7 separate regions of the Mus musculus genome follow, and regions 2, 3, 4, 5, 6 and 7 are each linked to region 1. Evidence: chromatin contacts called from public HiCAR-type, HiChIP or PLAC-seq and promoter capture Hi-C data. All regions are on one chromosome and are shown on one strand. The core of a region is the stretch at or near the end of the contact, and the rest is flanking DNA. Distances in the headings are between cores, read along the strand shown.

Region 1 (4,256 bases), core at 1,222-3,721:
AGGAATGTGCAGTGTTCTGCCACCACTTCCCTATCCCTATGAAGCCAGAAGAGCCTCCATCTGGAATCTGCAAAGTCCAGCATCATAATATAACTTTCAAGAATGTTAAATCACAGATAAAACATCACTAAAAATTAAAGTTACCCCAGCAATGTAGAGGGGCTGAGGAAAATCCCAACTGAGGTAGGGTAGGAGGGGGTTTGAAGGCCAGCTTCAACTACATAGCAGGCCCTTCTTGATGGGATATGAGGGAGAATGAAGTCTCTCCAGGTAATTACAGTGTTCCAGCAATCCATACCCATAAAATACATGCTCCCAAACATAAAAACTCACATAAAAGTGAGTCAAACCTCACCCCCAACACACACACACACACACACACAGAGAGAGAGAGAGAGAGAGAGAGAGAGAGAGAGAGAGAGAGAGAGAGAAGAGAGAGAGAGAGGAGAGACCACATGATGTTGCTGAGGATGTAACTCCATAGGTAGGCTACTTGCCTTGTGTCCCTGAGTTCAATTAACAATGGGGGTTGGGGGTTGGGGGTAGGGAAGTTCATGAAGAGAGATAAAGCCTATCTGAGATAAGTAGAAGAGGATTTCCTAATTTCCTAGAGAGCTATAGTAATCTGAGCTAAAAGACTGGGATCTTATTCTAAGCACTAAACTGCCAGTTTCGTTCTGTTTCGCTTTGTTTAGAAACAAGATCGTGCTATGTAACCCTGGCTGGTCTGCTAGTAGATCTACTAATAGCTGTGTAGTCCAGGCTGCCCCTGAACTCATGGCAATCTTCCTGCCTCATCCTTCTATAGGAGTACCGGCATTAAAAGTGTGTACTCCCGACAAGGAATGAGCTTTAGTAAAAGCAACGGAAACAAATACTATGAAAAAAATATCATTTCTGAGCCCAGCATGGCGGCATATGCCTTTAATGTCAGCACTTGGGAAACAGAAACAAGCGGATCTCTGTGAGTTCGAGATCAGCCGACAAAAATCAAAAAAGAAAAAGAAAAAAAAAATCATTTCTGAATTTAAGAATCCCCAAACTAAGCCCGCAAAATAGCAAAGACATTTTCCACTAGACTTGACTTGAGTTGAATCCCCCCTATCCAGAGAATGGGAGAGGAAGAGCCCAAAGATTGTTTGATCTCCACGCAAGGATACATGTGCGCACACACATTAACACAAAATAAGTGTGCAGTTAAATTATTTTTTTTTTTAAAAAAAAACCTCGAATCCCCAAACTAATGGAACGGGCTTAGACTCCAAGCAAATAAACTTCACAGACTTCTACACCACACACTGCCGCCCGCCCAGTCCAAATCCTAGTAATACAATTACAAAAAAATAATAGGGCAGTGGTTATCTGATGTTCCAGATGAAGAAACTGAATGTGTAGTATTGGGAGGCTGGTCAGACCTGGAAGCACAACGCTTCCTGGGGACGGAGTAACACCAATCCTGGCTCCAGGCCCGGAGCTCACAAAGCCATCCGGTCCCCCTACCCTAGCGACAGATCAAAGCTGAGTCCCGACGTTCCTGTTCCGTACGCTGGAAGGCAGCCCGTTCCCGGCCCCGCCCAAGCCCCTCGCGCGGCCAGTGTGATACCTGGCGAAGAAATCCGCGAAGCCACCGCTCCGTCGAGCCCGAGCCGTGGTGCCCCCGGGACCCTGCTCTGCCGCTGGCAAGGGTGCGGACGGCCCCGCTGAGGGCAGGAGGTCGCCGGCGCTCTGACGGCGGCTCACCTCGAACGTGTTCCGAGAGCCGAAGCGGGCGTCGGGGAGGCCGAGGCTGGGCTCCGCGCTCTCGACGGCCCTCCCGGCAGGGGTGGCGGCTGCGGGGTCCGGGTCGTCCGTGTCCCCGGCCGCCAGGCAGCAGCTCCGCAGCGGGTCCTCGAGCGGCGCGGCCCAGTCGTCCAGGCCACCCGCACCGTCCACGCCCTCGTCCGCGGGCTCCAGCAGGCAGGGACGGCCGCAGGTTCGGCGGCGACGTGCCTCCTCTGGGCCGCGACGGTCCTGGCGCAGCAAAAAGCCCGAGTCTCCGTTGGTCATGCCTGAGCCGCGCGCCGCGGGGACTGCTGCCGCCGCCGCCTCCTCCGCCTCCGCCTCCGCCCCGCCGAGCCCGGGCTTCAGCGGGCCCGCGGCCGCCGCGAGGTACCGCTGCAGGAGCTGCCGCGGCGGCGGCGCCTCCTCCTCTCCAGCCTCCTCCGGCGGCTCCGCGGCGACAGCGCCTCCGCTAAAGCCGCTGGTGGCCGGGACGGTCTTCCCGTCCTGACCCATGGGCCCCGGGACTGGGAGCAGCTCGGCGTTCCTTCCCGAGCAGGCTCCGGCATCCTCGGGACCCATCATCTGAGGCGGCGGAGGAGGACTGCCCTGCGTGCAGGGTTCGCGGCCACGGCCGCCGCGACGTCCCCGGACCCACCCCTCCCACCCGGCGGCCGGGGCAGTTGCCGGAGGCCGGGCACGCGCTGGGATCGCGCACGCGCACCAGCGGGGCCGGGCCTGCCCGCGACCCGGCGCGTCCCCGAACCATAGAGACGGCAGCTAGAGCGACCCGGGAGGACAATCTGAGATCCTCCACCCGGGTGACAGTGCTTAGCCTAAGGGAGGGCAAGGCTCACTTCGCATAAACCATATCACTTGACGGCGATTTGTTTGTGAGAGGAAACTAAGGAAGTTAGTTTAAGTGCTCCTGTCTTGACAGTTTTTACCTTCTCTAACAGCAGTGAAGAACTCCTGGAACCGTTCAGGGCTTCGTTGTCCACATGACAGCCCCTTACCTATCTTTTCCACTTAGTCTTCCATGTTTACCAAAGTCTGATCTCCTAACACTTTTTAACACGTTGGTTGTTGGTTGTCGTGTCACCTGGGTACGGAAATGAAATGGAGCCAGGGCGAGAAGGACTGTTTGGCTCAGTGGTTAAGATTGCCGACTGCTCTTTCAAAGGTCCTGAGTTCAAATCCCAGCAACCACATGCTGGCTCACAACCATCTGTAACGAAATCTGATGCTCTCTTCTAGAGTGTCTGAAGACAGCTACAGTGTACTTACATATAATAAATAAATATTAAAAAAAATAACTGCAGCAACCTGTGGTAATGGATTAAGATATAATGACCGTTTAGTGGAAATAAAATGTATTTAATGTGTGAATCGCAAGACATAATAACTAGCCACAGGAGTGATAGGAGAGCAGCCAGGAATAACAAGGCTATGAGATTGCTGTGGTGTGAAGAAACAGGAAACTGGATTGGGGAAAGACATTGGAATTAACTAACATAGTGAGAGTTATAAACTTGGGTTAAAGTTCTGGTTTGGTCGAAGGGGCCATTTATGTAAGCCACAAAGGGGGTCGGGGGATATCAAGTGACTCTACCTCCATAGAAGAATGAGCATAGGGCAGAGACCCAATAGTGTTGGTATTTCAGAAGAGATGAAGTTGTTGTAAAAGGCCCAAATAGACATTGTTGTAGTAGGATAATGCAGTAACTAGAGACCATTCATTCTACAAATGCCTCTGAAAGCAAGTATAGAAATAGAATGGAATACTTAGCAAAACAAAGCAGTAAAAGCGTTTATTATCAAGATCTTTTGAAAGGTGGAAGATAGCTCAGTTGGTCACGTTGTCATGCAAGCATGAGGACCTTTCCTGTATCGCAGCACTCACATAAAAAGCCACTTTGTAGAATGCCCTTGTACAGCTAACATTGGAGAGGCAGTCCCTGGGATGCTCTGGTAACCGGCCTGGCTAAGGCAGCTGGCCTTAGATCTTATTAAGAGGTCATGTCTCAGACAATAAGATGGGCAGTCCCAAAGGAGTAACAGCTGAGTTGAACTCTCTCCTCCCTAAATATGAGTGTATACTTACCTCATACATAGGAACACACACACCTGAACATACATACACAAAACATCTTTCAAAAGGAAAAACCAAAGAATGTGTATAAACCAGAAAGAGAGAGAGAGAGAGAGAGAGAGAGAGAGTAGATAGATCCTGTATTAGTTACAGGGACAGTACCCAGAATACATACAGAAATAAGCCAGTGTGGTAGAAAGCATCTGTAATTACAGAACTCTCTAGGGTGAAGCAAAAGAGAATCTCAAGTTCAAGACCAGCCTGGGCTACATAGCAAATCTGAGGATAGCATGAGCTACACAGCAAACTTTTATCTCAAGAAAAAAATTGTAATTCAATATTTTAAAAGACAACTTGACTAGGTGGTGGTAGTGCACGACTTTAATGTCAGCACTCAGGTGATATA
Region 2 (4,256 bases), core at 731-3,230, 1.9 Mb before region 1:
ATTTTAATTATTTACTTTACATCACAATCACGCCTCCCTCCCCTAATTCCCCAATCCCATCCCCCTCTCCTCTGAGCAGGTGGGGGCCCCTTGGGTATCCCCCTACCTTGGCACTTCAAGTCTTTGCAAAGCTAGGAGCTTCTTCTCCCACTGAGGCCAGACAAGGCAGCCCAGCTAGAAGAACATATCCCTCGTACAGGCAAATAAACTCTGCAACTGACGAGATGAGGAGGAGGGGGCATCTCCAAGAGAGACAGAGAACTGGGATAAGAAAGGCACCCAAGAATCAATGGGAGTGACCTTAGCTGTGACTCACAACTTTGGGGATATGGAACTTGACAAGACCACTTCCCATTAGCCAGGCAGGAACCCCGGTGGAGCCATTAGAGACACCAACCCACCCACCAAACTTTCAACCCCAAATTTATCCTGTCTATTAGAAATGTAGGCCCCAGGGATGGAGCAGAGACTGAGGGAATGGCCAATAAGAACTGTCCCAACTTGAGACCCAGCCAACGGGGCAAGCACCAATCCCTGACACTATTAATGATACTCTGTTATGCTTGCAGACAGTTGTGTTTCTTATGTCGCGTTCTTCAGAATTTCTTTTATTTGAGCTAGAACGTTGTGCCAAAAAAAATATATTCCAATAAAAATTCAAACAGTGGGCTGCATTTTGTCCAAATAAAAATCCACTAAACACATAGCATCAACTATCCTTTAGGAGCAGGTTACAGAAAAAGCAGAATTTAACAAAAGCCTCCCACCAGCCATATTCTTTAATAAGCATCAGGACCCTCAGATATTTTACTACCTGACAGGTTCAGAAATTCTTATCTTTTACTTATCTGTGATTTTTCCCCCTAAATCAAGAAGTGGGAATCTCGGCCCAGGCTCAGCTGGAGATGCATGTCTGAAATCCTAACACAGGAGAAGCTGAGACAGGAGGACCCAAGGAATGCATGCATGGCCCGAAAAGAAACCTTCTGAACTGTAAACTGGTATCTTTGGGAAACATCAAAACCAAGTTCCCTGTGCTCTCAAGACCAAGAAGATTTCACTTCTGCCCCTTTGCCCCCTCAAAGCCCTACAGCATGGTTTGAGGAAGGCGTGCAGGTGACACAGATTGTCCTATGGACTGAAGGCTTGTATCTAACACACCCAAGGCAATGTAATGATGCTACCTGGAAACTGATCTTGAGAATTATCAGAGTGCACTGGATTACCGACGGAGCACGGACACCGGGTCTAGTGAAACTGGCGAGAGTCCTGTGCTGTTTATATTCTAGGTCGAAGAGCCATCTCTGGGTCTGGACTCCAGTCTCAATTGGAGAAACCCTGAGGCCCTTCTCAGTGCGAGGGCCCTCGGGCCACACTTGCCACCTAGGGGTGAAGCAAGACTGCTTTTTCCTGGTCATCACTTTGCTTTGAGTTTTGTAACTTTTCTCAATGGACTGCACGCCACATTTCGAGCCTAATTCGCATCCTGTAGTCTTCTAGGGACTTTCTCCTAGCTCTTGTACCTGCCTTCTGTCAGTACTTACCTTGAAGTAAGTTCCGCTTGAAGTAAATTACCTTGAAGTAGTTCCGCTGATTCTAAGGTGTTGTCCTAATGCTTACCCTAGCAAAGAGTTCAACTCCAGCCGCCCAGCCTCCTCCACTCAGGAAATATTTTTCTGACCGGAACTTAATCCAAACCCCTCCCTGACCTCGAAGCTGTGAAATGTACACGTTTTCACCCCTATTCCTAAAACCGGGATGACTGGCAGGTGGCGCGGTTCCGTGCCCTCTCTTGCCACTTCACCTAGTTGCCTTGTTATCCCAGCCCCAGGATTCCGCACAGAGGAGGGGTGCATCCCCAGTGTACTCTGGTACCGTCATGGGGACCTTGAGAGATAAGACATTCACCTGATGGACACTGCTTTTCGATGCGTCTGGGAAGTGAAGACAGATCCTGAGCAGCTATCAACGCCTACAGCCGAAGAGCATGCGCAGTGCGAGCGTTTTTGCCCTCTGCCCCTCCCCTCCCCAGCCATCTGGTTCTGATCCAGCCTCAGTGCATGAGATCTCCTCGTGCACCTGAGCTAACCCTCCCCCCCCCCCCCGCATCCCTCGGGCCTCTCTTGCCCCTCCCTTTGGGGTGGGGGTTAGTGGCGGCTTAAGAACTGCATGCGCCACGCCACGGAGAGGGGACAGGAGAGCGGGTGCGCAGTGTGGATGCTTTTCATTTCAAGAGACTGGTGTCTGGCCCCATGCCACAGCCCTCAGTGCAAACAATTTTTTTTTCAGAGCTTGCAATTCGTGTCACAAATTTAATATCTTTTAAGTCTTGGGCTGGGTGCTGGAGAGCAAGCGATGAGGAGCACTTACTGCCCTTACAGAGGCCCGCGTCCCAGCACCCAGTTAGGTGGCCCACAACCGCCTGCCTGTAACTCCTGATGCCCTCTTCTGGCCTGGCTAGCACCTGCATTCACACATATACATATCCTCCCACACCCATAGAAACATAATTAAAAATAAAATAAATCTATGAAGGAGAAGTAGTGGTAGTTTGGGGCTGGGGAGATGGCTCAGCACATAGACTGTAATGTCAGTGAAGTTAAGATTCCCTGAACCCACGTAAGGCCAGGCAAGTGTGGAGACAGCCGCAGGAATCCCCCAGGGCAAGCTCTGGGTTCCAGAAGAGAGCAAAGTCTCAGCAAATAAAGTGTAGTATGATGGCAGAAGACAACCAGCGTCACACTGTGGCCTCCGCAAGCCGACCTACACCACGAACGCACCATCGCAGGCAGTAAATGAATAAACAAATCAAACAGCGGTATGTCCCCACCCTGCAAGCCTCTTTGTTCCTTGTTAAAATAATGATGACCTAAACAGAACTGATACAGTTGGGAGTTTGCAAGTGGGGCTGAGCACAGTGATGTGTGTCCCTTCATTCCAATATGCTGTTTTTATGAACCTCTTTCTGTGTCCGCCCCATTGAGCCGTTAGCCTGAGATTCTGAAGACACTTAGGAGGTCTTTAAAACTTAACGGGCCTCGAGAAAAGGGACGTAGGGAAATAGAGCAGCTGCAAAGGTGACTGCCCAGGCGAGGTAGAGACCCTGCGGCACAAGGGAACGAACTCAGAAGTTCCACTTGCCTCATTATCTGAAAAAGCAAACAAACAAAAAACGACTTACTGTTAACTGTGTCCACGCCTCAAAATTTATTTGGACAAATTCTCATTCCAAATAAAATCCTTGTTGTCTAGGGCTCATCTGGTATAGCAATTTAAGAGCAATGGTGGTAGATTCTTGTCGTTTGGGTTGTGAGCTTAGCCCTTAGGGGCCAGGCCATCTCTACAGTCCAACAGCAGAGTCAGAAAGCAGAGTCAAGAGTGTTTCCCTTACATACTGATGTCACGGATTAAATGGGAAATGTCTGCATGTTGCAAGCATCACAGAATATGATGAACTTTAAGAACATTTAATTTCCAGGATTATCAACCAGTGCTATGCATTTTTTAAAAGTACACATGGTGTGTGTGTGTGTGTGTGTGTGTGTGTGTGTGTGTGTGTGCTACAATGTATTATTGCTATTATACCTAAGCATTAAGTATATGGGTCCAAATACCTAAGTCAAGATAATGTAGGATTCAAGATCTCCTACCAAAGAGTTTATCGAACAGATGTTGAGGAATTCTAAATATTTTCAAGGTTAAAGAGCATTTCCTATCAGAGGGGAGGGAGTCGGAGTAAGAATTGACATCCAGTAGATATTTCAAACTAGTGGTCTAATCTCACATGCAGAACTGTTTTGATTCAGGCTATAATATATTTTTTTAACTGCTCTAGCTACAGATCAGATTTCATAGAACATTTTTAATTTCTTGGCAAAGAATTAGAAAGACATCTGCACAGGCAGGCAGGCAGGCAGGCAGGCAGGCAGGCAGGCAGGCAATCATCCAAGGCAGCAATAGTTACTGAGAAGTCGTCTACAGTGTCTTCTGTGCACAGAGAAAGCCTTTTTGTTTAGCCCAGTGCTGCCATCCATAGGACGGTATTGCCACCTGCACTCAGGGTTGGCCTGCCCACTTCAATTAACCCTATCTAGAAAACTGGTGAGCCTCATTTAGACGGTCTCTCACTAGCTTGTCTCCTAGGAGATTGCAGACCCTGTCGGATTGACAGCTAATATTGACCACTACATCTGAGGTACTAGCTCTGTTCTGACAGTGTCACCACATGGAAGACGTATCCCCCCCACCCCTCCCCC
Region 3 (4,256 bases), core at 944-3,443, 1.8 Mb before region 1:
AAGAATCAGCTTTCATAAATTCGGGCTTACACGAGTGCTATGGCACGCCCCACTCCTCCCCAGTCACTCAGCCAATCAGTCAAGAACAGCAGGTTCCAAGGAAGCTAGGGCTACAGAGTGAAAGACCATATTCTAAATGTCCTACTTCCTGCATGACTTCCTGGTGGTGTTGAACCTTATTCCCATTTTCTAGAAGAAGTTAAAATCCACCCCCCACCCCCAGTCAACAAAAAGAACATTTGTTGAGTATGTGAGAAAGACACTCTAGCTAAATTCTTGCTTTTCATAGAAAGACAAGCAGGTTATGTGCCTAGAATCAGATTTTCCCTTCTCCTCACTCATCTAACGCACTCCTTTCTCTCCACTGGCAAAGTAGAATATTAGTGGCAGAGCAAATAAGTAAACTATCACTGAAAGAATAAAAAAACAGTAGAAAGTTAAGGAGTTTCGTGCTCGATTCTTTGAGACACTGTTAGATAGTGTGTCGTTGCAGAGCCCAGGCTGACCTGGAACTCACTATGTATGAAGCCCAGGCTGGCTAGGGTCTAATCCCCTGACCTCTGCCTATGAAATGCTGGAGTTGAAGGAATGACCTTCAAGGAACACCAGTTTAACACGAATGTTAACAACTCATTTTCTTTTATTTATTTATTTTTTCAGCACCGATGATCAATTCCAATTCACTTTTTGAGAAATCTGGTTTTTTTTAACTAAAGACATAATAATTATTCACTCCTCAAATACTTACAAAGTATCTCATATTCTAGGAATATGCTTTCTTGCTGTCCAGAGGTTTGCTCCCTAGGAGGGAAGACAGACAAGCAATTACAATAAGGTGATCTGTGGGTGAACTGAAGAATCAGAATCGCCTTCTAACTTAGCTCCAGTCCCTTAGTCTAGTTACACCCCTGACACACACCCACACGCACCCCCCCCCCCCCACTTTTTTTAGAAGCCCGGGTACCAGATCTAATCAGCGCCTGCTGTTTTGTTTCTCTTTAATGCCCCACCTCCCCACCCTCAACGTGCTCAAAATTTAACGCGTCCTGGCGCCAACACCCTTCCCAAAGCACAGATTTTCTCAGCTTCTTCCTAGATCTCATATGCCGACGCACATTTCATTTCAAAGAACTCCTCTTCCTGGTACTCAACCCTTAGCAAAAAGTGCTGTGAGCGCGCCTTCCTTTTTGCTCCCACGCCCCCTGTCGGCGCCTTTCGTCTGCTTTATTTCTTACAGGGCGCTTTGCAATAGGCTAACCCACTTCCCAGTTTCTACACCTCTGTGCTGATTTCCGACACAAAAACCTGATCATATCATTCCAGGGCTTTAGAAGTTTGGATTCACTGACTTGGTGACCCATAAGATTCAAAATCTTTGTATGGTGAGCTCCCAGCCAGATGTTCTCTTCTGCAAACCTATCATCCATGAGCGTGGATCTCTCCTAAGCTGAAACCTCCTTTTAGCCCTTCCCCCCACTCCCCCCCGCTCCCCGCCCCCTGCCCTTCCCCCCATACTCCTGCATCATGGACTGAGAAGTAGTGGTAAGTTCCCTTTAGTGAATTAGAAAATGAATGAATAGGCTCAGTAGCATTGTCAGGACTACAAAAGCATAAAGAACCAATTTTCAGCCACAGTTGACCTTCTCTAGACAATGGCCTCCCTGCAACGAACGGTGCTATGGGACGAGAACGTTGCCAGCCCGGAAGGAGATGATCTGTGTCCGTTATGCATTCAACTTTGGGATAATCAGTGGTTATTAATAATCAGAGATTAAACACACCGTCTTAAAATGCAGTATTCTTACCACCACCTTTGCTGAAAACACTTGGGCTGTTATTTTCGGGTAACTAGGTGCCAACTTGTTTTACCATGGTGCCAATTTTTTTCAATAGCCAGTCTTTGTTTTTGTTTTTGTTTTGAGGGAGACGGTCTTTGTTGATTCAATCTATTTCTAATGTGAGTCTGACATATAGACGATCAACTGTCAAACACGCTTTATGAAATCCATCAGCAACTAGAAGCCAGTCTTCCTTACCTTTCTGGGAAGCTGTCTGGGGAGGTTCCTTTCTGGGTGCTCGAAGCCCCGCCCCTATACTCTGCGGGCGCGGAGCCTGGGGATGGGAGGGGGCCGCCACGTGGAGCGTGGGCGCGATTCTCAGAAGCGCCTGCGCCGTTGCCGTGGCGTAGCGTGGGTCAGACCCGTCTCCCAACGTCAGCGGCGCTACGGGGCTTCAGTCTAACGCGGCTGACGCAACTCCGGAGAGCTGGACGTAGACGGAAGAAAAGGCGGAGGAGAGGGCGGTCGCCGCGAAGAGTGGTCCAGGGCTGGGGTCGGCGGCCAGCAGGTAGGTGGCTGGGCAGCACCGGGCAAGGGGTACACTCACTGAAAGGGGGAGATGCGGGGTGCAGCCGCGGGTCCGGAGGGGCGTGGACACGGGAGCCGGCGGCGGCGCGGGGCAGCCAGGTGCTCTGAGATGCTCATGCACAGCTCCCGGTGCAGGGTTTAGGAGGCCCAGGGATCTCTGGCCATCTTTTGGGTATGCTACCAGCGGAGGCTGGAGGACCCTGCAGCCTCTTCCTACCAAGTCCACAACCGGCTTCCAGGGCTCCTGTGCTGCGAGTAGTCATACACCTGGTGTGAAACCATCCACGGACGCACTCCCAGGGCCTGAGTCTGCAATTCTCTGTGGCTCGCGACCTGACATATGGAACCTGTACATAGGAGATTCTCCCTGCAGCCAGGGTTATTCCCGGAGACCCCGTGTGTGATAATTATCTCCTGGCACAGAAAGGGTGCGCTCAGATTCTTCACCCCGCACGCCATACCCCAGCCTTATTCCCCCACCCTCCGAAGCAACAACATTTATCTTTGAGTTTCTGTCTTTCTATTAAGTAGTGAACCATGAACTCAGCATGTGTTTTTCTGGGTAGTTTGTTGAGACTGAAGTTCACTTCTCTAAGTGAGATAAGAGCTCTCCGTGTGTTTGTGTCTAGTCACTTGAAAGCTGTTCTGAGTTAAAATATAAGAACTTCTCTCTCGATCACAGAGTCTCCACGTATATACCCTTTGGGCTTTTGCATCACCTGTCTGGTTTTTGCTGTCACAACAAACTGACTGGTTGAACAGTCGTTTGCAATATAAGATCTTGCCTCCCTGGGCCAGAGACAAATGGTAGACCTCATACCTCCAAGGATCTCAGACGTTCAGAGCTTTCTGTGCTTAGACAAGAGAGGGGTAAACAGTCTAGAACTATGCATGTGACCCGATCAGAATCTTTTCTGAGACAGGGTCTTATGTAGCCCAGGCTGGCCTAGAACTGGCTGTGTGCTGAGAACGACCTCGGGCTTCTGATCCTTTTTGCCTCTACTTCCCCCGAATGCTGGGATTACAGGCGTTTGCCACTAAGCACGGCTGTCCATCAGTGGCTCTTTTGACCTTTTGGTGTCAGTGAAGGAAGTAAGTGGAAAGGTTAAGAAATGTCAGTGCCTTATAAAAGACAGAAGAGGGGGGTGGACAATAGCCTTATCTGTGCACCCAGGCGCTTTCCAGCCTTGCCTTGTGTCACTCCCACGGTGATCTCAGGCCATATAAACCGTTATTATCCCTCATTTACAGATGAGGAGATTGAGTTGGCAATCTCCATGGCAAGGACAGCCAACACTTAGATCTATCCAATCTAAAGTTGTGTGGATTCCCACCCTGTGTAGCATACCCCAAAGGGGAGCTTAGAGCCCGTCTGGGGAGAGCAACAGTAACACATGAGCCAGCTACCTGGAGGATTATGTCCAATGTGAAGATGAGAGTGTCTGGGGAGGTGGTACAAAGCGGGCACAACTGGAATTATGTCACTACTGACTTTTTATAGGTATTTTGCAGAATGTGTGTAAGTAATAGTTTTGCAGCCATTTTTGAAGGGATTTATGTAAGTGTTGAACATAAGACATGGGCCCACAAAATACTTCAGTGTTATGCAGAAACGGAAGCCAGCAAAGCGGTCGGTCACTCACCAGGTTCGGTTATCCGCCTGTTGCCGTATGTTCTGTTACAGAGCATCCTGCCCATTTCTCCTCTCTCCATGTCTGTGATTTTGTGCAGAATAATTGCAGAATGGTATAGTCCGTTCCTTGCTCTTTCTTTGCTATAGAGCTAAATGCTAATGTGTTTTTGAGGCCCACTGAAAAAGCAACTTGGGGACCAGTTCCCAGTAAGGTACTTGCTGGGAAAGCATGGAGACCTGAGTTCAGATCTCTAGCA
Region 4 (4,256 bases), core at 785-3,284, 1.6 Mb before region 1:
GGTATAATTCATTTAAAAATCTGAAGACCTTTTAGAAACCAGTCGTAACAGGGTCTAGAGGGGTAGTGATCCCTCCCTCCTTTGGTCATCTTTAGCTATGTTATTTATCAAAATGTCCAGGACAGGGCTAGATTCAGATGCCTGCCACAGATTGGTTACATTTAGTGGGTGGTGACTTAGTCTTTGTGTAAGTCTGCTGGATTGCTGACATCATGCTGACATCATGCTGACATGATAATTCTTTTTATCATCTTCACAGGGAAATACAGAGCTTCATTAGAGATCCAGTGACCCCCACATCCATCTAATATATCTAATCTTGAAAGGCAGCTGATTAGCTCCGTACTTATTCATTGTGAACATATGTCCTTTCGTGGCAGTCAGTATTTGCTTTTCTTAGATATTCATTTATTTAATTGTCTAGGTTTGAACTTTTATGGATGCTGATGTGAGATTTCTTGGTATGCTTCTAGAACCTTCTTTCAACCCATTCTCCATCCTGGAGATTTTTGAAGGATCACTGATTCATCAATGGCAGTTATGTCACTTTTTTTTTTTTTTGCCAAGGATCTGATGGACCTGGAAACCTGCCATTCCTAAAGCAGCTGAGGCTGGCCTGTCTCATACCTGTCTGTCTTCTGCCTCAGTTGCTTTCATGGGTTTTTCCTCCCAAAAAGATCCTCCTTGTGGTTGGATGGGGCAGCATCACATGGCAAGTTTTTCTTGTCGTATTACAGTGGCCACTTCAGCAGCTTCTTTACCTCTTTGCCTCTCTTTTTGACAAGAGAACAACTTTAAAATTGCAGACGGGGCTAGGGAGATAGCTCAGCCGGTACAGTGGACAACCCGAGTTCTCTTGTAAGAACCCGAGTTCCATCTCTGGAAACCACATGAAGTCAGGCAGAGTGGCTCATTCAGTCAGAGCTGGATGGCCAGCCAGCCTCATCTACTTGTTGAGTGCCAAGTGAGCGAGACGCTGCCTTTAATGAAAACAAAACAAGTGCAACACCCAAAGCTGTCCTCTAGGGCCCACGCAGTCTCACACTCCTGAAGGTTATTCATACCCCACTGTTTTAACTCATCCAAGGCCTTATCTTTTTCTCAAGTGCTTTGTTCAGCTTCTACCCCGCTCCCTTTATTGTGGCCCAGACACTAATAGAACATTCCAGTGCTAGGAGGGCTTCGGAGCCTTTTAAAGAACTTTCCAGACTCTGTAGCTCTCTGCCTCCCAACCCTCTCTGAACCAAAGGGTTTTTCTCAACTTGGATTTCCCTACTTCCCTTCCAAGAACTCAGCATCTTTTTTCCTCTTCCCTCCAGTTCTGTGGCTGGCTTTCTGGCTGCCTGCTACAACCTTGCAGGGCAGAGGTAATGACTCCCTACAGGATTCATCCCTGTTGACCACCCAGAACTTCCCAGCACACCCTTAATCCCCAGATGATTTGTCCCTTAGGACTCCCACCCAGGACGGGGCTGGGCTGGCTGGGCTGGGCTGGTCTACTAACAACTCCACTGTGCTTGAATGTTCCTGGAGCTTGTGAGCCTCTCCCTGGGCTGAGGCACCCCCACCACCAGGTCAGAAGCCAAAGGAAAGAACCAACTAGGGATGGGCTGGTGGAGAGAACTCAGTAGCCTGAGTAGAAAGCAGAGTGTGTGGGGAAGGGAGAGGGAGGTGGGAAAATCAGTGGTGACCCTGAAGACCCTCAGCCTGCAATCCAGGCGTGGTCCCCTGTTCTGCAGCTTGGGACCCATTTTGTTTTGGGATGACTAAGTCCAAGGAGAAACCCTGAGCTGACCTCATAGAGCAAAGAAGTTCAAGTCTATTGTTACAGACCTGGGATCATTAAGACTCCTGGCTCTATTGAGGTTGATCTCTTTACTGTCTGTGGAAGAGGATTTAAAGAGGCAAATCACAGTGAGGGATGTTTGATTTAAGGAAAGCTTTTTAAAGAGCCCACGTTAGGGGTGTGCATTTGCATACAAACAATGAGAGTGCTAATTAAAATGATTCTCACATCCTTGTTTCAGCAGCACAGGACTGCTGCCTGGCAACACTTGCACAGTGGAAGGGAGCGCTTTGAAAGCCAGCCTGGTCCATCATTCTAATCAAGGAAGACATATTGTGAGCCTTTCATCTGCAAGGCGCTGTGCTAGGACCACTCTGTGTGTGTGTGTGTGTGTGTGTGTGTGTGTGTGTGTGTGTGTGTGTGTGTGTGCGCGCGCGCGAGTGTGTGTGAGTCTAGAGTATCAAACCTAATAGTTGTCTTCTAGGGTGGCAGGTGACAACATAGGGAAGTCTGAGTGGAACCTGTGAATTGAAAGGTTGGTAGGAAAGAGTAAAGAAGAGAAACGTCGTCCCACCTGTTGAGTTAGGACCTACTTGCTCACAGTGCTTTAGAAATTGCTAGCATTCTGCCATGTACAACTGCCCCTCCCCCCCCCCCCCCCAAAAAAAAGGAAAATAACAGACTTGTCTAATTCCCTTTGGAAGTCATAGCCCAGCATTTAAAGTATTTCTGTCATCGTCATCTTTGTTGGCATCAGCCATGACTGGGCACCTGCTGTTTGCGGCTGGTTTGGACTGGGCCCCAGGGAGTGTGGGAAGGGTTGATCTGGTCTAGAAGTGAAGTGAAAAATCTTTCAGCTCCTAAAGGAAGCTGCCGCTACCTTTATCTTTAACAAAGAAGAAGCATTTTCAGAGCATCAGGTCTGACATGGAGATGTCCGTGGACTGAAGTCTGTTCACTGGTTGGGAGACCTTGTTTGTAGTCATGTGGATTGGGTTGCACGTCCTGGCCACTTGCCAGCTTTGTGATCTTGGCTTGTGACCGACCTCTGAGCCTCCTTTTTCTCGTTTGTGAAATTGGGATTGATGTAAGGGTAATCATAATATGATGACGATGACAGTAGGCTTGCACTGTGTAGTGTACAGTAGAGTGTGCCTGGAGCTAGGCTGCTGAAGTTCACATTCCATTGCTCTGGAGCCCAGGAAAGTTGCTAAACCTCTCTGGGGCTGTCTAAAGGAGTAAAAAGGAGTAAACAATAGTGCCCTTACCAGAGGATTGTTAAAAGTAAAAATTATAAAGCACTGTATGAGAAAACATTTAATAATCATTAAAAACACACACACACACCTATAATTTTGATTTTCAGATTTTTGAGAGCTTTGACCCTGGGCAAGTATTACTCCAGCTCTCTTAGTCCCTGTTCCTTGTTGTTTATGTATAGTGGAGGTAGCCAATGTTCTAATGTATTAAAACACTTTCTGGAAGGAATTGTCAGAGCTGGGATCAGAACTCATATACTTGCTTTAAAAGTGGCTGCAGGCACATCTGTAGCCATTTATGCAGGCAGATGGCTGTGCGTGTATTAAAAAGTCTTTCATACCATAAATGTGTTCAGTAAAAAGCCAGTCCCCTCTTCTCGACGGCCGCTGTCCTGTCTCATATACCTGTGCTGGTATCTCTGGTGTTGTTGCTATCTGATGTCCCTATCAGCTGTGACTTTGAGCTCATGTCCTCTAATGGGATCTCGGGGGCACACCAAGGTAGCTATCACACTTTGGTCTTTTTTGGTCTTAGTGCTTCCTCTCTGGCTGGATTTGGCTTTGAAGACCAAAAAAGTCTATTGTATTGCGAGACCTGTTGAAGGTATTACAACCTTCCGGAAAAGGCTAATATGAAGTCATGCTTGCGAATGAAGTGCTGAGAAACATAGGAAATCATTGTATTGGGGAATAAAGCAAAGCAAAACAAAACAGAACAACAACCCCAGCTTCAACACATTTGCTGACTCCCTGTCACTCAGGCATTTTTTCATGTTTGCTGATGAAATGAACACTTTAAAATGCTGTAACATAATGTATTAAAAGACAAACACTACCCTCAATGAGTGGCGAGAGGTGCTTTAGTACTCACACCCTATTTTGGGCCTCTGGAATTCAGTTCCTTCCTGTTGCCAGCTGAACCTGATGCATTAGATGAAAATATAGTCCTATCTTCAAATGTGGACAGCGGGACATTCTGTCCTCTGAATTTCAGTGTTTGACTTGGGTGTTGCAGGAAACTTGGCACCCTCCCTTTTCAAAATAATAAACAGACATGATGTGGCCTCGTGTTTCATCTGATGGGCTTAGATGCTATTGCCTCATAAAGGCTGATTCATAGACAAATGGTAACTAATTATAGTAGCTTAAAAATAATACCCCTGTTTGAAGTTGACAAGGCAGGATGCCATGCGAGTCTTGGAGGACATGAG
Region 5 (4,256 bases), core at 869-3,368, 1.5 Mb before region 1:
TCCCCAGGCTCTTCCTAGTTTCTGGTCACCACACATCTGCCATATGTTTACCAACTTCTGCTCTCTCACAGCGGTAATTACAAGAGACTTCTAGTTTTGTTCTCATACTGAAATCTGAAGATCAGGGCCAGCAAGCAAAGTCTGGGCACATTGGTGCTGCTCCTCTGGGAGTCGAGTTGGCTGAGGAAGGTCAGGCTAGAGAGTCAGCTGGCCTCCTGCCCCTCTGCCCCACTGAGACCCATAGAAGAAAGGTTGGATGGAGAGGGGTGAGTTTCAGCTCTGTAACTCTGAGCCTGTTTCCAGAGCTTTGTTCTTATGGCGTGGCTAAAGTAGAGTCTAAAAATCATTGCCTATGCATGGTGGTAGACTGGCTAAATAAATCAGACTTATCCCAACCCCATAGGCTAATTGCTTGCCCATGTGCCTTAGAGGTGGGAGACTACATGTTTTTTAACCTCATGACCGTTTCCCATGCCGTCTTATTTGTTCTGGGGATTGAACTTGGAGCCTTAAGCGTGCTAGGCAAACTGAGGCCTATCCTTCAGCTATGTTCTTAGTGATTAATTCTATCAGATTATTTCTTCTGAGAAAAGAGTACACATGGACTCAAAGTTTTTTAATGCCCTCCCCTAAGAGAACTCTGTATGGTCATGGAGTGGAGAACAGAACCAGGGACTCCTGTGAACACACACACAGAAGGGCCTTCCATTTCTCCTTTTCCTAGAGGGAAAGAATTAAAGTAGCTCAGACAACTCTAGTGAACTCAGACTTTTAAAGGGGGGTTGGGAAGGAAAGAGAACTCAGCTCAGGGCCTTCCTCCACAGTCAGGATGCAGGCAGACAAGCATTAGTGATGGAGCTGGCTCCGCCTCCCTGGCTTGTGAGGCAGGCCAGCCCTGCAGGTAAGTGAGGCAGTCCTCAGAGCTGCCCAGACAACAGCTGTGGGCACCAGAAGGATTTGCTTACAGTTCTGTCAAAAGAGTTGTTTTGTCTTTTACCATGCCATGCTGCTGTTTCTAATGGTCCTTCTCTCCATCTCTCCCCTCCCTTTCTTTCTCTCTGTTCTGATGTCATATCTTGAAACCACTACTAAAGGTTCTGTCTCCCCCATGCCTTCCTTTCCCTCAAGAGGACCGCTTCGCATGGCAGTCCCCCACTATCCACCGCAACTACAAGGACTCCCTTTACATGAGTTCACCAAAACCCTATATCCCACCCAGCACCCCCAGCCAACAGAACCCCTCACTGCCTACACCCACCTCTGTTCCCCTGGGAGCTAGGTTGGCTCCCCGAAATGCATCATGTCCCCGTTCATTACTTTTGGGGTCCATGGGCCTTGAAGTGCCCTCCCAACCCCAGCAATACTATGTAGCCTCCCGATTAGTATACAGTAAGAATGTGAGCTCTAACACACGTTGTGAGGCCACAGGGAATAAACAGGTCAGCAGCTTATATGTCCCGTGTTTATCCAATAACATTTGCCGGGCATCATCGGAAAACTACCCTCCTGTTGCACGTGACTCGGCCCCAGACACTCCCTCGGAGGCCGCAGGCACTCAGGCACCAGCTCCCTGCCTTGTCCCTGGCACAGCCACAGTTGGCACAGGAAAACCACCCCCTGCTCCTCCTCCTGACCCTCCCAAGCTATTCTTTGACAACCGCAAAGATGACGGTAACCGCGGTGAGAATCACACACTGGGGACATGGGCCTCGTTCCCAGATGCAGTGAGGCCTCCCAGGCTAGGCCCCCAGGTTACCTCTGATCCCGAAAACCAGAAGAACAAAGAAACTTACCTTTTGCAGCCGTGTTATCCAGCCAAGGCAAGAATCTAGGAATGTTTGTGTGTCTTCTACACTGTCTCTCTCAGAACCGGTTGAAGCGGCTCACTTGTCTTTTGGGCTTCCCTGCCCTCCCTCTCCTCACTAGTGTTACAGCACTTGAATCCCGAGTCCTTCTATCTAACTCTCTGAGCACAGCCTCTCCTGTCTCCCTGGCTCCTGTCTGTCAATGTCTCAGTATGCCAGACCATGGAATTCATAGACTAATAACGTGGTAAGAGTGTTCAAGTCTTACGACAAGGTGCTAAAGAAACTGCATTTGCTCCCAAGCTTGCGGGCTCTGTGGCAGTTTTGTGGGGTTAAACGCTGTCTGCTTGCCCACCTGACTCTCTTCTGTTGTTTGTTCTCTTTCTCTCTCATAAAGTGTTAAAAGGTTTCAAAAATAGACAGACGGAAAGTGAACTTGGATGGGGCTCCCTCTGTGTCATAGAGTATCAGGAGGCCAGCTGGCTAGCGCTGGCTAGCACTGACTGTCTCATGTACTCTGAGGAAAGGGCACTGATTAAATATTTCTTGAAGTGCATCACTGCATGTCCACGCGCAACTGTTTAAATGTGGAATTCCTGTCTCTCTGCCGTCCCCTTTGCGTAACTGCGTAACAACCCCTTATTTCCCACAGGGTGCCACCTCCTCCAGCTCAGCCCCGTCTGAGGTAATAGTTGTTCCTCTCTACCTGGTTAATACTGACAGAGGGCAAGGGCAAGAAGGCACTGCCAGAACTCCAGCATCTCTGGGGCCACTTGGCTGCGTCCACACTGTCCCGGCGACCACCCCTGCTGCCTCACCTCTGACCTTCCCGACACTCGATGATTTCATTCCCCCTCACCTGCAGAGGCGGCCCCACCACAGCCAGCCAGCCAGTGCTTGTGGCTCCCTCTCCCCTGCTAGCCAGACGTCACCACCCTCACCACCACCTCCGCTGGTCCCTCCCGTCCCGGAGGACCTCCACAGAGGCCTGGAGCCTGACCTCCCGGGAGCTGTCTCAAGTACCGTAAGCTTGCTGGACCCCCTTCCCCACGGCTACCCTGAATGTCTGCTCCTGGCAGTAAAACCCTCCCTTTCTCACTGAAGTACTAAGTTCTGAGGCGGCCTTGGCCACTGTGCTTGTGTGCTGGCTGGATCTGTGTGTGCTATCCCTGAGAGCATGTCTCCCTTGTGCATCCTATGGGCCACCTATGGCTACTCTTGGCCTTTCAAGAACACTCTCTTCCTCTGCTCTGTTGGGAACGCACGTCTTTCTGATGGAAGTCTGTCTTCCCTCTGAGAAGTGTCTGTGATCTTTACCTCACCTGGTCCTGATCTTCCTAGGTCAGGGCAGATGTAGTGTTGAAGGCTGAGAAAAGCTGTGGAAAGCCACAGGCAGATTTGGTGATAGGACACGAGGAAGAAGAGAGTTTATGAGGAGGAAAGTTTTTATTCTTTGGCTGATTTCATGAAGCGGACTCTGTTAAACAGAAGCGGAGAGAGGGAGAGAAAGGGGGTGGGGGCGGTGCGTCTAATTGAGTAAATAGATCTGAAAACTGATGTGTTAAGACTTTCTCACAAGACATAATTGCTAGGGCCCCTGAGGAGGAGGCCACTGTGGTTTTGGTGGCAAACACATATATCAGTAACGGTGGGAAATGTAAAAGTCCTCTCTGTTCAGAATGAGTCTCTTTATAGACAGCCCAGCTGCTTCTGATACAGTAGAAGTCCGGAGCGAAAGAATCTGAATGGACATCATAAGTCATAATGTGAGGACACTTGCTGGCTCAGTGGGATCATGTCGTAACCACTCCTATGATAGGGACTCAGTGGACTCAATTCAGCCCAGCCTAGGGGAAGTCCTAGTTCCTGTTAGCTGCGTTGCTGAGGACTTACCCTAGTGAATGAAGATGTTAAAGGAACTGCTAGGTTAGTGATGGTTTCATCGATGTTCTAAGCAACTAGGATTCATTCACAGGTGCACTTACAACAAGCCAGGACTCCTGCTTTCAGACGGCCTGGAGGAGTTAGGTAGAGAGTATCCACTCTCAAGGCTGGTTGGTGCGCATGGGATCATCCGAGCACTGGAGAAGTCTAGTTTATATACCATAGATTTGATTGAGTGGGTCTGGGAAGGAGCAGGGGCCTCTCACTTGGTTGCAGGTATCAAGTGGGTTTTGATGTTGGAGCCATAAACACCACCACTATTGACACGTGGTACAGTGAGTACCACGTGTTTTGCGGCTAGGACTGAACATTTACTTGCGTCCTTTGTTGGAAGAAGTGTGCCCATGAAACTAGGTTAAACGGCTTGTTAAGCCGAATCGAGTCAGAGAACAGGAAGGAAACGTCTTATTTAGTTTAGTGGGGAAATTGTAATGAGGTGTCAAACACACAAAAGCTGGGAACTGTTGCATCATGGGATGGGCCTCTTCTCCAACCTTCCAGATGCAG
Region 6 (4,256 bases), core at 668-3,167, 1.4 Mb before region 1:
TGTGTGTGGGTGCAGTATGTACGTGTGTGCATGAACACGTGTGTGGAGGTCAGAGGACAACCTTAGTGTCATTCCTCAGGTATCTCCCACCTTTTGTCTGAGGCAGGGTCTTTTACTGCCCCAGGACTTTACCAAGCAAACTAAACCAGCTGACCTGATGACCTCTGATCCTGCAGTAGCTGGAATTTCAGATGCCTGCCCCTGAGCTCAGTCTTCCACAGGAGTTTTGGGGTCAAATTCAGGTTCCTGCTCATTTAAGTCAAACACCTTAGTGACTGAGTTATGGCCCCAATCCTTTTTATAAAAGGTTTATTTATTTATTTATTTATTTATTTGATGTATCTGAGTACACCATTGCTCTCTTCAGACACACATCAGGTCCCATTCCAGATGGTTGTGAGCCACCATGTGGTTGCTGGGATTTGAACTCGTGACCTTTGGAATAGGCAGTCAGTGCTCTTACCCGCTGAGCCATCTCTCCAGCCCAAGAAGGGGTTTTAAAAGTTCTAGAAAACAGGAATGACCTTGATTTCTAAAAATGAGCAATTCATTGGCCGTCACAGGCCTTTGTGTTGGGTGAGGGACAAGATGATCCTTTCATATGTAAATCTGTGCAGAGACCCGCAAAAGATTGGCCAGGACCGCGGGGGGTCGCGAGGAGCTGCACTTTTCACAAATCCATTCAACCTGTGTCCAGCTTCCCGAATGAATGGGAACCAGGAAAACCACGAGGGGGTCAGTGGTCCTAAGGTTGGCTAATGTATTACATCCATCATGAGATTATTCTAGGCGGGGAACACCGCAGTGAGCTGTTTGCAAGATAAAAACCCGTCAGGTCTTGAAACTAGCGCTTAGGAATGTGGGTAGGACAAACTAATAAGTAAACTATAGACTACACAGGGATGGGCAGAGAATTAAGGCAGTGGAAGTTAAAGGGGGTCTAGAGGGGATGTTTAAATGGCTCTCAGAAATGGCCTTAACCAGAAGATGGTATCTGCAAGAAACCCTTGAGTTATCTGGGGGAAGGATACACGTGATGGCAAAGCTCTGAGTAGGAGGCCAGTGTGGTCAAAGTTGGAGACAGATTACAGCAGATTCAAGTCGTTCTTGGAGTGGCCTTAGAGGCATTTAAAGGGTTGGATTTTTACTCAGGGTGAAGAAGCATCAGTGGACAGCATGAGTTGTGGTTTAATCTGTTTTGAGAACTTATTTTGGGGGCAGCTCACAGAAGAAACTGATAGGGAGCTTTGAACCCTGGAATTTCCATTCACCGCTTTCCCGGCATTGGTCCACCCCGGACTTCATGATGGAATTGTTGGGAACGTCAGAATTCACCTACCTTCAATTTCAACTCCAGCCAGGAGGAAAGGTTTCTAGGAACTTCGTAGAGCCTAATTATAACCCCCTGACTACCCCCCCCCCCAACCGTTATAGTCCCATTAGCATTGGAAAGCTTCCAGGGTGGCCCAAGGAGCCTGGAAAATGATTCAGTAGCAACCCCGAGTTGTTGCGTAGCCTTAGGGGTGCTTTATAATCTCGGGCAGCCTCAATGACTTTATCTCTAAAATGGGACTAGAGATAAAGCGCCTAATTGCGTCAGGTGAGATCACTTGAAAGCGCCTCTTAAACGGCTCTGCGGTTTCCAAAAGTGTAAACCGCTCTGACCTCGCTCAATCCTTTTCGACTTTTTGCAAAGCACAACGCGTGGGTTTGTAAGGTCTGCTGTAGGTGGGGACAAGGCTTAGGTCTCACCTAGCTTTCATGCCGGGTTGGGAGCAGCAAGAAGGCTGTGGGTAGGGCGGGAGGAGGTGCGGGCGGAGGTTCGGGGCTGCTGGGCGGAGTTGAAGAGCCTAACTCCCGGATTAGAGTCTGGCGAGGTCCTGCGGGCCCGCTGGGAGTGGAGGCGCGGGCCGGGCGGGGCTGCAGCGACGCGGCCGGGGCGGATCTGTCCCCGCCCTCGCTCGCGACCCCGCCCGTCCCAGGATCTCCCAACTCCCGCCGCGCGCTCTTTCTCCGACAGCTGCTCCGGGAGCCCCGCGCGCCGTGCAGTTCTGTGCCTTGCCTGTCTGTCCCTTCCGATTGTGCCTAGCGATGACCACCCAGCAGATTGTTCTCCAGGGCCCGGGTCCCTGGGGTTTCCGCCTCGTGGGCGGCAAGGACTTCGAACAACCTCTCGCCATTTCCCGGGTAAGAGCGTCTTGGGACGCGCGTGGGAACGGGGTGGTTTCGTAGGGTGGCGGCGCGCTGCGTCCCTATGGAGGTCGGGGTGACTGGAGCTCCGAGGGGATCGCGGTGGGGCGCATCCAGGTGCGCCATTCGCCGAGCGCTCTGTGCCATCTGCCACCCCGTCCCAACCGCCGCGCTCCGGGGCAAGCGGGCTCGGTGCGCGCTGAGTCAAGGCCAAAGACAGTTTTCTTTCTGCGCCCCGGAAGCGTGGCGCGGCGCGGCAAGCAGACAAGCTTTGTGCCTGGGCGTGGAGACCTGGGGCTCCGCAGACCCTGTGCGCCAAGAGTTAACACTCCTTGCTCTTCACAGTGAAAGAGTTGGGGAGAGCTAATCGGAAGCAATAGAAAGTCCTGGAAGGTGAATGGAGTACAGAAAAGTTCCCTGGAAGGCGAATGGGATTCGTTCAGCTAACAACCGAAACAACAATTTTACACTCTTCGGATATGACCCGTGGCTGGCTCTCGGTTCTGTAAAGCCTTTCACAGGAAACACTGGAGTTGGGAAATAACCCCAGATAAACCTCCGTAGTCTCTCCCTGTCTAAGGTGGTTAGATCACCTTTCTGCCCTCCAGGTTATTCGCGATAAGGCCATTTCCTTTTGGGGAAGCGCACTAACGGTGTGTGGTGGTGATGATTGAAAACTTCTTGGTTGGGTCTTATCTGTGGGAGGGCGGGTGGCTCAATCGCAGACTGCTAGACCCGTGGCCCGTAATTGAAATGCAACCCCCTGTTAGACTCAGGCTCGGTATTTGGAAGTCCACACTTTGGCTATGTGATTTGGGCCAAACACAAGGAATATGTCCCACTGAGAGTCAATACTTTAGATTTTTAGTCCTTTCATATAGGTGTGTGTGTGTGTGTGTGCGTGTGTGCGCGCGCGCGCGCGCGCGCGTGACTCCGCTGGGCCCCGGGGGTGTTACTAAATATCTTTTAATTAAGGAGATAGAAAAACCTCAGGGATGCCTGACCTAGAGGGACCACATTCCATTCTTTTGTACACTTGTCTGCTGAAGCTAACCTTAAACTTGCTCCTCCAGTCTTGTAAATGTGTCTTTTTTTTTTTTTTTTTTTTTTTTTTAAATCTCAGAGGGATTCTGGGATGGAAATGGAAGTGAAAGATCCCAGTGGGTCCTTTTGACTTATGGCTATGCCTCCAGCAGCTGAAGGACTTAGGTGGAAGTTGTGGAATCATCCAGCCACCTCTTGGCTTTTCTGACAACCACAGTGGCTGTCACTCAGGCTTTCTTACAGGTGGGCCTGGCCTAGAAAGGGGCTCTTTGACCAGCCGACTCCAAATGAGCAGGCAGCCCAGTTTTAAGACTTGGGTCTTCCACATGCCCATCTTGTCTTCCAGAAATTTCTTTGTTATTGGAAATGTGAGCTGTTTTCTCAGCCTCCCACCAACCTTTTCAAGCCTGGGAGCTATGCCTTCATCAATATGGGCCTCTTACCCTAAGTCTGGCTGGCCCAGGACTGCACCCGACTGTGCCTGCCTAGTGTATCCTGGCAGGCAGACTACACATGCTTGCCCATGGAGGGCACAGCCTCTGCACATTTAGAGTTAGTTACCTCATAGTCCAGTTGTTCTCCGTCTTTGTGTCTATAATTAACCTGTCAACCTTCCCCACTTCTGAGAAACTTTCTTTTTAAGCAGGGGAGGCTGTATTGGCAATCTGTTGAAAGGATAGTCGTGACTTGTCATTTTGGCTGCTTCTAAAAAGGCTTAATGCCAGCTGGGAGTATAGCTCAGTGATGCACTCGGCACGGTGTAGAAATGAAGTTGGCCTGAAGTAGAAAGCACATTGCTTTGGATCTTCCTGAATTAATTAATTTAATTTAATTAATTAATTTTAACTTCTTCCTTCCTTCCTTCCTTCCTTCCTCCCTCCCTCCTTCCCCCTCTCTCTTTCTTTCCTTCTTTCTTTCCTTCTTTCCTTCTTTCTTTCTTCCTTTCCTTCTCTCCTTCCTTTCCTTCTTTCCTTTCTTTCTTTCTTTCTTTCTTTCTTTCTTTCTTTCTTTCTTTCTTTCTT
Region 7 (4,256 bases), core at 1,313-3,812, 1.4 Mb before region 1:
CTACTGAGACATGTAGTCAGCAGCTGCTCCTCTTCTTACCTTCTTTCCTTGCTGATCTAACCTACTCGTGTCTGGGGAGTTTATCTTTACCTTTTGACCTGGAGAGCTCCGTGGTAGTCTAGGCTACCTCTCTCTACTTTTTCCTAATCAGCTCTGACTTGGGTACTGGTAGCCCAAGGCATGACATGTTATCCTCCCTAGAGGTACCCAACATCAGCTCTGCTGGGTCTCAGGGGAGGGCCAGAGATGGAGCTGATTGAGAGAGTATGTGGGATTGCAGTCCTACATCTGTGGATTCTTTACCACGTATTGATCACAGTCTCCTTGCCTTTGTCTGAGCCCCTCTGCTCGAAGCAAGGTGAAGTTTAGATTTGAGCCAGGGCTGCTGTAGCTTAGCTGGAAGTCCTCCCTGTACTGTACAGGATAAGGGGTTTAGGATCCACAGCTCCTTGACGTCTCCTCTGCTCCCTGTCTTCAGGAAGTCCTGCACATAGGAAGTGCCCACAACCGAAGTGCCATGCCATTTACTGCCTCACCTGCTCCCAGCACCCGGGTCATCACAAACCAGTACAACAGCCCAACTGGCCTCTACTCATCCGAAAACATCTCTAACTTCAACAATGCTGTGGAGTCGAAGACCTCAGCCAGTGGGGAGGAGGCGAACAGCAGGCCGTAAGTAGAGCCCTGAGGTCTCCAGGTTCTGGGAAAGGGAGACTCTTTCCTTTAGTTTTTTCTAGCAAGGTGAACTACTAAGCCTGGGGGTGGGGGTGGGGGTGGGCATGGGAAACCTTTGACATTGAATTTCTTTACACATGAAAAGGGCTCTTTCCCTCCTCTTTGTAGAGGTTGTAGTAAAAATAAGGAAATGTGTTGCTGGTGCAGTGTCTCAAAGGTTGCAGTGCCTACTGTTGAGCTCACGAATCTATTCCTAGCACATTCATACATTGTATATGGGTTTGGTGGCTTGGCTGTCATTCCAGTAACTTCAGAGGTACAGACGGGATCTGGAACAAACAGGTTGGACAGAAGAGCTGCATGGGTGAGCTCTGGGTTCGGTGAATAATGTAAGGAGCAATGGAAGAAGACTTTGGATGTCACCCTTGGGCCTCCACATGTGTGTGAGCGCCTGTGCACCCACACTGTGACCTGTGGATATCCACACCCATGACAGCGAGAAAAGAAAATATATAAAATGCCTAGCACCATGTCGGACACAAACAGATCTTGTAATGGTGGTGAATCGTTCCTGTCCTGAGCACTGGTGGTCACCCTCAGCTTCTGGTCATGGTCGTTCACAGGACCGTCATCCCGTGTCCTGAGGGAGTCCTCATTGTAGAGTATTTGGGAGGACTGCTCCATGCTTCCCACTGGATCTTAGTAGCACACACAGTTGTGCAGTCTCGGTGAAGCAATGCTTGCTTCCTCACTAATGTAGACCGGAAATGACAGAGCTAAATCCATGAAGCTGCAAGTTCCTGCCTAGAGGGATGGGTTCTGACCTGTGACAGAAGCTGGCTTAACAACAGGAGAGATGGGACCGCAGGTGGAACCTGGCAGGCATGTCCTCTGTCACATACCTGTGGGCTGTATCTACCTTTACCTCTCTATCTGGTCTCCTGTTTCTTCCAGCAGAGGGCCCTAAATTTGCTCTGTCCCTAACTCTTTGGGGACACTTCAGTCACCCATGGCAAGGGAACTGGGCATGACAGTGTTAATGACGGTGTTATGACAGAGGGTGGGGAGTAGATTAGGACTCATGCCTGAGGATGGGCCTGCAGGGTAAGGAGCGCAGTTCAAACACAATTGAGCTACCCTTGTGGAGCCCTATGTTCATGTACAGCCCACAGGGATGGTGTAGACTTTTACTCGCTCAGATTTTGTGTTAACTCCAAAAGCCTGTTTTGCCATCCAGTTTCTTCCTTATTCATCTGTCCAAATTTTAGCTCATTTTAGGTGCAAGCTAAGTGTTTCAAATGCAAGTTGTGGGGATGGGGCTACAGTCCCAGGCTCCTTAACTATTTTGAGAGCTGTTACAGGAACCCCCATTGTGTTTGTGGTCTTCAGGGTCTGGGGAGAGGAAGGGATGGGAGAGAGATGGAGGGAGGGTAGCAGATGAAGACAGACAGATCAGACAGATATTGAGACTATTGGCCATCTCCTGCACACAAGTCTTTGCCCCTGGCACGAAGAGGACCGGATGGAACAGATCTGTATGTTCCTTAGAGTCTGGTGAGGTTTTGGTTTCAGAAGAGGCTGAAGCTCACTGGCTTTAATTGTAGTGGCCAGAACTATTATCTCTTACGCCAATTATGGTTCCCACGAGGTCTTACCTGCTTGGTAGGTTGACGCCCTTCTAGGTGGTTATGGGGATGCTGGGCATACAAGGGAAAGTGCCAGGCAGGGCATCCTCTAAGTATCACATCCTGAAGGGAAGCTTGCATGCAGCTCAGTGATCTGAACACTAAGGACCACCATTCTTGTGTTCCGCTGCTTATGGTGCTTGGAGAGGCTGGGAACGTGACCCTTCCTTTACTGTCCCCGAGTGGAATGTTCCATGATCTGGATTTAATAACCCAGGAAATGACACATCCTTAATTGAAAGAACTGCTATGCACTGAGAGAAGTATGTGCCTGGAAAGTATTTTTAGTGTGGCTGCCTTAGATATTTTTCCTTCCTTAACGTCTTCTTTCTTCTTCTTCGCTCATGCTCCCTGATTGCGCCCCGCCCCCTCCCATTGTCTGCTTTTGGCACGCAGGCATGGTTTCTTTGGCTGCAGCAGCCTGCAGGTCTTCATCAAGTCTCCTTGCAGATTCCCTCAGCAAAGGGGGCCCATTATCTGTTTCAACCCAAGCTCCTGGAGCAGGAATCTAAGAAGCCGTGGGAATCCCTGAAGCTGGAGGGAAAGTAGCTGCTGAGCCTGCCATGTTTCTTGCGTAGGGATCTCTGCCTGGTGGCTTGTTTCTAGTATATTCTCAGATGATCCTGCCAACCAGGGCAGGCACTCCGTAACCATCCCTGCTCAGCACAAGGCCAGGGGCTGGCTCACCCCCACTGTTTAGTCTGAATTCGCTGATGTTCCAGAACTGGCTCATGACATACTTTACCTCTGAGGTCACTGCCCATTCCCTGGGGCTAACCCTGTTTCTTTGTTTTTTTGTTTTGAGGGGTGGTGGGAGGGGTCCAAGCACTTCAGATCATTCTGCTGTGTACGTGTGTGTGTGTGTGTGTGTACGTGTGTGTGTGTGTGTGTGTGTGTGTGTGTGTGTGTGTGTCTTGTCTGTCTGTCCGTCTGTCTTGTAGATCTTGGTACAGAATGTCAGCAGCAGTGTCTGTCTGTCTATCTTGTCTGTCTGTCTGTCTTGTCTGTCTGTTTGTCTGTCTTGCCTGTCTGTCTGTCTTATCTGTCTTGTAGATCTTGGTACAGCAGCATCCCAGGCAGGTCAGAATGTCGTCAGCAGCGTTACCATCTGGAAAGGCAGGTGAGGGTCTGTCTCCTCAGCAGGCCTCCTTGCTGACAGTGGAGAGGGAGGCCCTCTGCTGCCCTTCCCTTCTAGGCGACTTCAGCTTAGTGATCCTGTTTTGAGTACCTACTGAGTACCAGTTCTGTGAAAGAAATATTGCTAGCACCTTCGCTCCCACCTCTTCAATTATGTGTAGGAGGGACCTGTTAAAATTTGGTAATGCCCAGGCTAGAGTTCATAATTTATTCGACGTCTACTACTTTCTTCAGGCTTGTAGATAGAGTCCTAGAAAATGACTCTGCCTCCTGCCAGCCGAGTGAGTTTAGACAGACCTTGTAAGTCCTCTGAGACCCTGTCTCCTGATCTTTGAGGTGGGCTCTTAGCCACTGGCCTTTCCACCAGCTTGTCAAGGGAATGCACTACATTGTACTGGAAGGTGCTGAGGGAATGCTGGTTACTGCCGAGTTCACTGATGGAGAGAAGTCTGCCTCAGCACTTCTGAGTGCCAGGGGCTCAGAGGGAACAGGAAGCATAGAAGCATGTTCCAGAGAAGAGCTGCCTCGGCGTACCGTGGACTTTTTTCTTCCCCGCAGTCATTGCCTAAGTTCAGCTGTCAGTACCCCTGGCCAGCATCCTTCTGGGGGAGATGGCTCTTTTCATGGTATGAGTAGTTGAACTTCCATAACCAGCATAGAAATTCCAGAGTACCAGGCCTCCCAAATCGTGTTCAGGGTATTTCCCAAACACTCAGGAAGCGGATTTCTAAGCAAATGCAGTGGAGATAAAGGGTCGTT

What was found. Promoter capture Hi-C pulls out the DNA fragments that hold promoters and counts their contacts. HiCAR-type assays count read pairs that join an accessible place to other places. HiChIP or PLAC-seq counts read pairs in DNA pulled down with a chosen protein or histone mark.
Region 2: a contact with region 1 is called in a HiCAR-type map of astrocytes, with 6 times the contacts expected there. The contact joins the promoter of Cc2d2b here to the promoter of Tbc1d12 in region 1. A contact is called at or near these places in 1 of 39 promoter capture datasets (hippocampal neurons) and 1 of 115 datasets of contacts at active chromatin or transcription factors (astrocytes).
Region 3: an H3K27ac HiChIP or PLAC-seq map of stem cell-derived neural progenitor cells shows a contact between it and region 1, with 6 times the contacts expected there. The contact joins the promoter of Aldh18a1 here to the promoter of Tbc1d12 in region 1. A contact is called at or near these places in 1 of 39 promoter capture datasets (hippocampal neurons), 4 of 115 datasets of contacts at active chromatin or transcription factors (astrocytes, embryonic forebrain, embryonic stem cells and 1 more) and 2 of 9 other capture datasets (adipose tissue and pancreatic islet).
Region 4: a contact with region 1 is called in a HiCAR-type map of astrocytes, with 5 times the contacts expected there. The contact joins the enhancer-like site here to the promoter of Tbc1d12 in region 1. A contact is called at or near these places in 1 of 39 promoter capture datasets (hippocampal neurons) and 2 of 115 datasets of contacts at active chromatin or transcription factors (astrocytes and stem cell-derived neural progenitor cells).
Region 5: a contact with region 1 is called in a HiCAR-type map of astrocytes, with 4 times the contacts expected there. The contact joins the enhancer-like site here to the promoter of Tbc1d12 in region 1. A contact is called at or near these places in 7 of 39 promoter capture datasets (the 3T3-L1 cell line, the C10 cell line, hippocampal neurons and 3 more) and 1 of 115 datasets of contacts at active chromatin or transcription factors (astrocytes).
Region 6: a promoter capture Hi-C map of hippocampal neurons shows a contact between it and region 1, with 5 times the contacts expected there. The contact joins the promoter of Pdlim1 here to the promoter of Tbc1d12 in region 1. A contact is called at or near these places in 11 of 39 promoter capture datasets (the 3T3-L1 cell line, 3T3-L1-derived adipocytes, the C10 cell line and 7 more), 5 of 115 datasets of contacts at active chromatin or transcription factors (astrocytes, embryonic stem cells, large pre-B cells and 1 more) and 1 of 9 other capture datasets (liver).
Region 7: a contact with region 1 is called in an H3K27ac HiChIP or PLAC-seq map of differentiating embryonic stem cells, with 9 times the contacts expected there. The contact joins the enhancer-like site here to the promoter of Tbc1d12 in region 1. A contact is called at or near these places in 7 of 39 promoter capture datasets (the 3T3-L1 cell line, the C10 cell line, hippocampal neurons and 3 more), 2 of 484 Hi-C or Micro-C datasets (gonadal supporting cells and uterus) and 8 of 115 datasets of contacts at active chromatin or transcription factors (astrocytes, cardiomyocytes, differentiating embryonic stem cells and 5 more).

Annotation. Positions count from the first base shown.
Region 1 is chr19:38,834,794-38,839,049 of GRCm38.p6, reverse strand. It overlaps Tbc1d12 (TBC1D12: TBC1 domain family, member 12), which reads right to left and starts at 2,471. Exons shown (of 13, transcript NM_145952.4): 1 at 1,604-2,471. The coding sequence starts at 2,343.
Region 2 is chr19:40,746,541-40,750,796 of GRCm38.p6, reverse strand. Cc2d2b (coiled-coil and C2 domain containing 2B) reads right to left here and starts at 1,980. Exons shown (of 35, transcript NM_001376940.1): 1 at 1,909-1,980.
Region 3 is chr19:40,586,400-40,590,655 of GRCm38.p6, reverse strand. It overlaps Aldh18a1 (aldehyde dehydrogenase 18 family, member A1), which reads left to right and starts at 2,193. Exons shown (of 19, transcript NM_019698.2): 1 at 2,193-2,346. Gm27042 (a long non-coding RNA gene) reads right to left here and starts at 2,124. Exons shown (of 4, transcript XR_386705.4): 1 at 2,037-2,124; 2 at 749-801.
Region 4 is chr19:40,432,024-40,436,279 of GRCm38.p6, reverse strand. All of the region lies in intron 2 of Sorbs1 (sorbin and SH3 domain containing 1), which reads left to right. Among named protein-coding and RNA genes, the nearest start is that of Sorbs1, 80 kb to the left of the region's middle. Within about 2 kb of position 2,034, at least 74 of the 459 cell types and tissues checked have an H3K27ac peak or open chromatin away from gene starts, as enhancers often do. A contact at or near this core is called in astrocytes and stem cell-derived neural progenitor cells, where this site is marked.
Region 5 is chr19:40,375,218-40,379,473 of GRCm38.p6, reverse strand. It overlaps Sorbs1 (sorbin and SH3 domain containing 1), which reads left to right. Exons shown (of 29, transcript NM_178362.1): 7 at 2,458-2,829. Among named protein-coding and RNA genes, the nearest start is that of A930028N01Rik, 80 kb to the right of the region's middle. Within about 2 kb of position 2,118, at least 37 of the 459 cell types and tissues checked have an H3K27ac peak or open chromatin away from gene starts, as enhancers often do. A contact at or near this core is called in astrocytes, where this site is marked.
Region 6 is chr19:40,269,277-40,273,532 of GRCm38.p6, reverse strand. It overlaps Pdlim1 (PDZ and LIM domain 1 (elfin)), which reads left to right and starts at 1,917. Exons shown (of 7, transcript NM_016861.4): 1 at 1,917-2,187. The coding sequence starts at 2,092. It overlaps Gm41845 (a long non-coding RNA gene), which reads right to left and starts at 1,967. Exons shown (of 3, transcript XR_877853.2): 1 at 1,753-1,967.
Region 7 is chr19:40,239,822-40,244,077 of GRCm38.p6, reverse strand. It overlaps Pdlim1 (PDZ and LIM domain 1 (elfin)), which reads left to right. Exons shown (of 7, transcript NM_016861.4): 4 at 479-672. Among named protein-coding and RNA genes, the nearest start is that of Gm41845, 30 kb to the left of the region's middle. Within about 2 kb of position 2,562, at least 138 of the 459 cell types and tissues checked have an H3K27ac peak or open chromatin away from gene starts, as enhancers often do. A contact at or near this core is called in astrocytes, differentiating embryonic stem cells, trophoblast stem cells and 1 more, where this site is marked.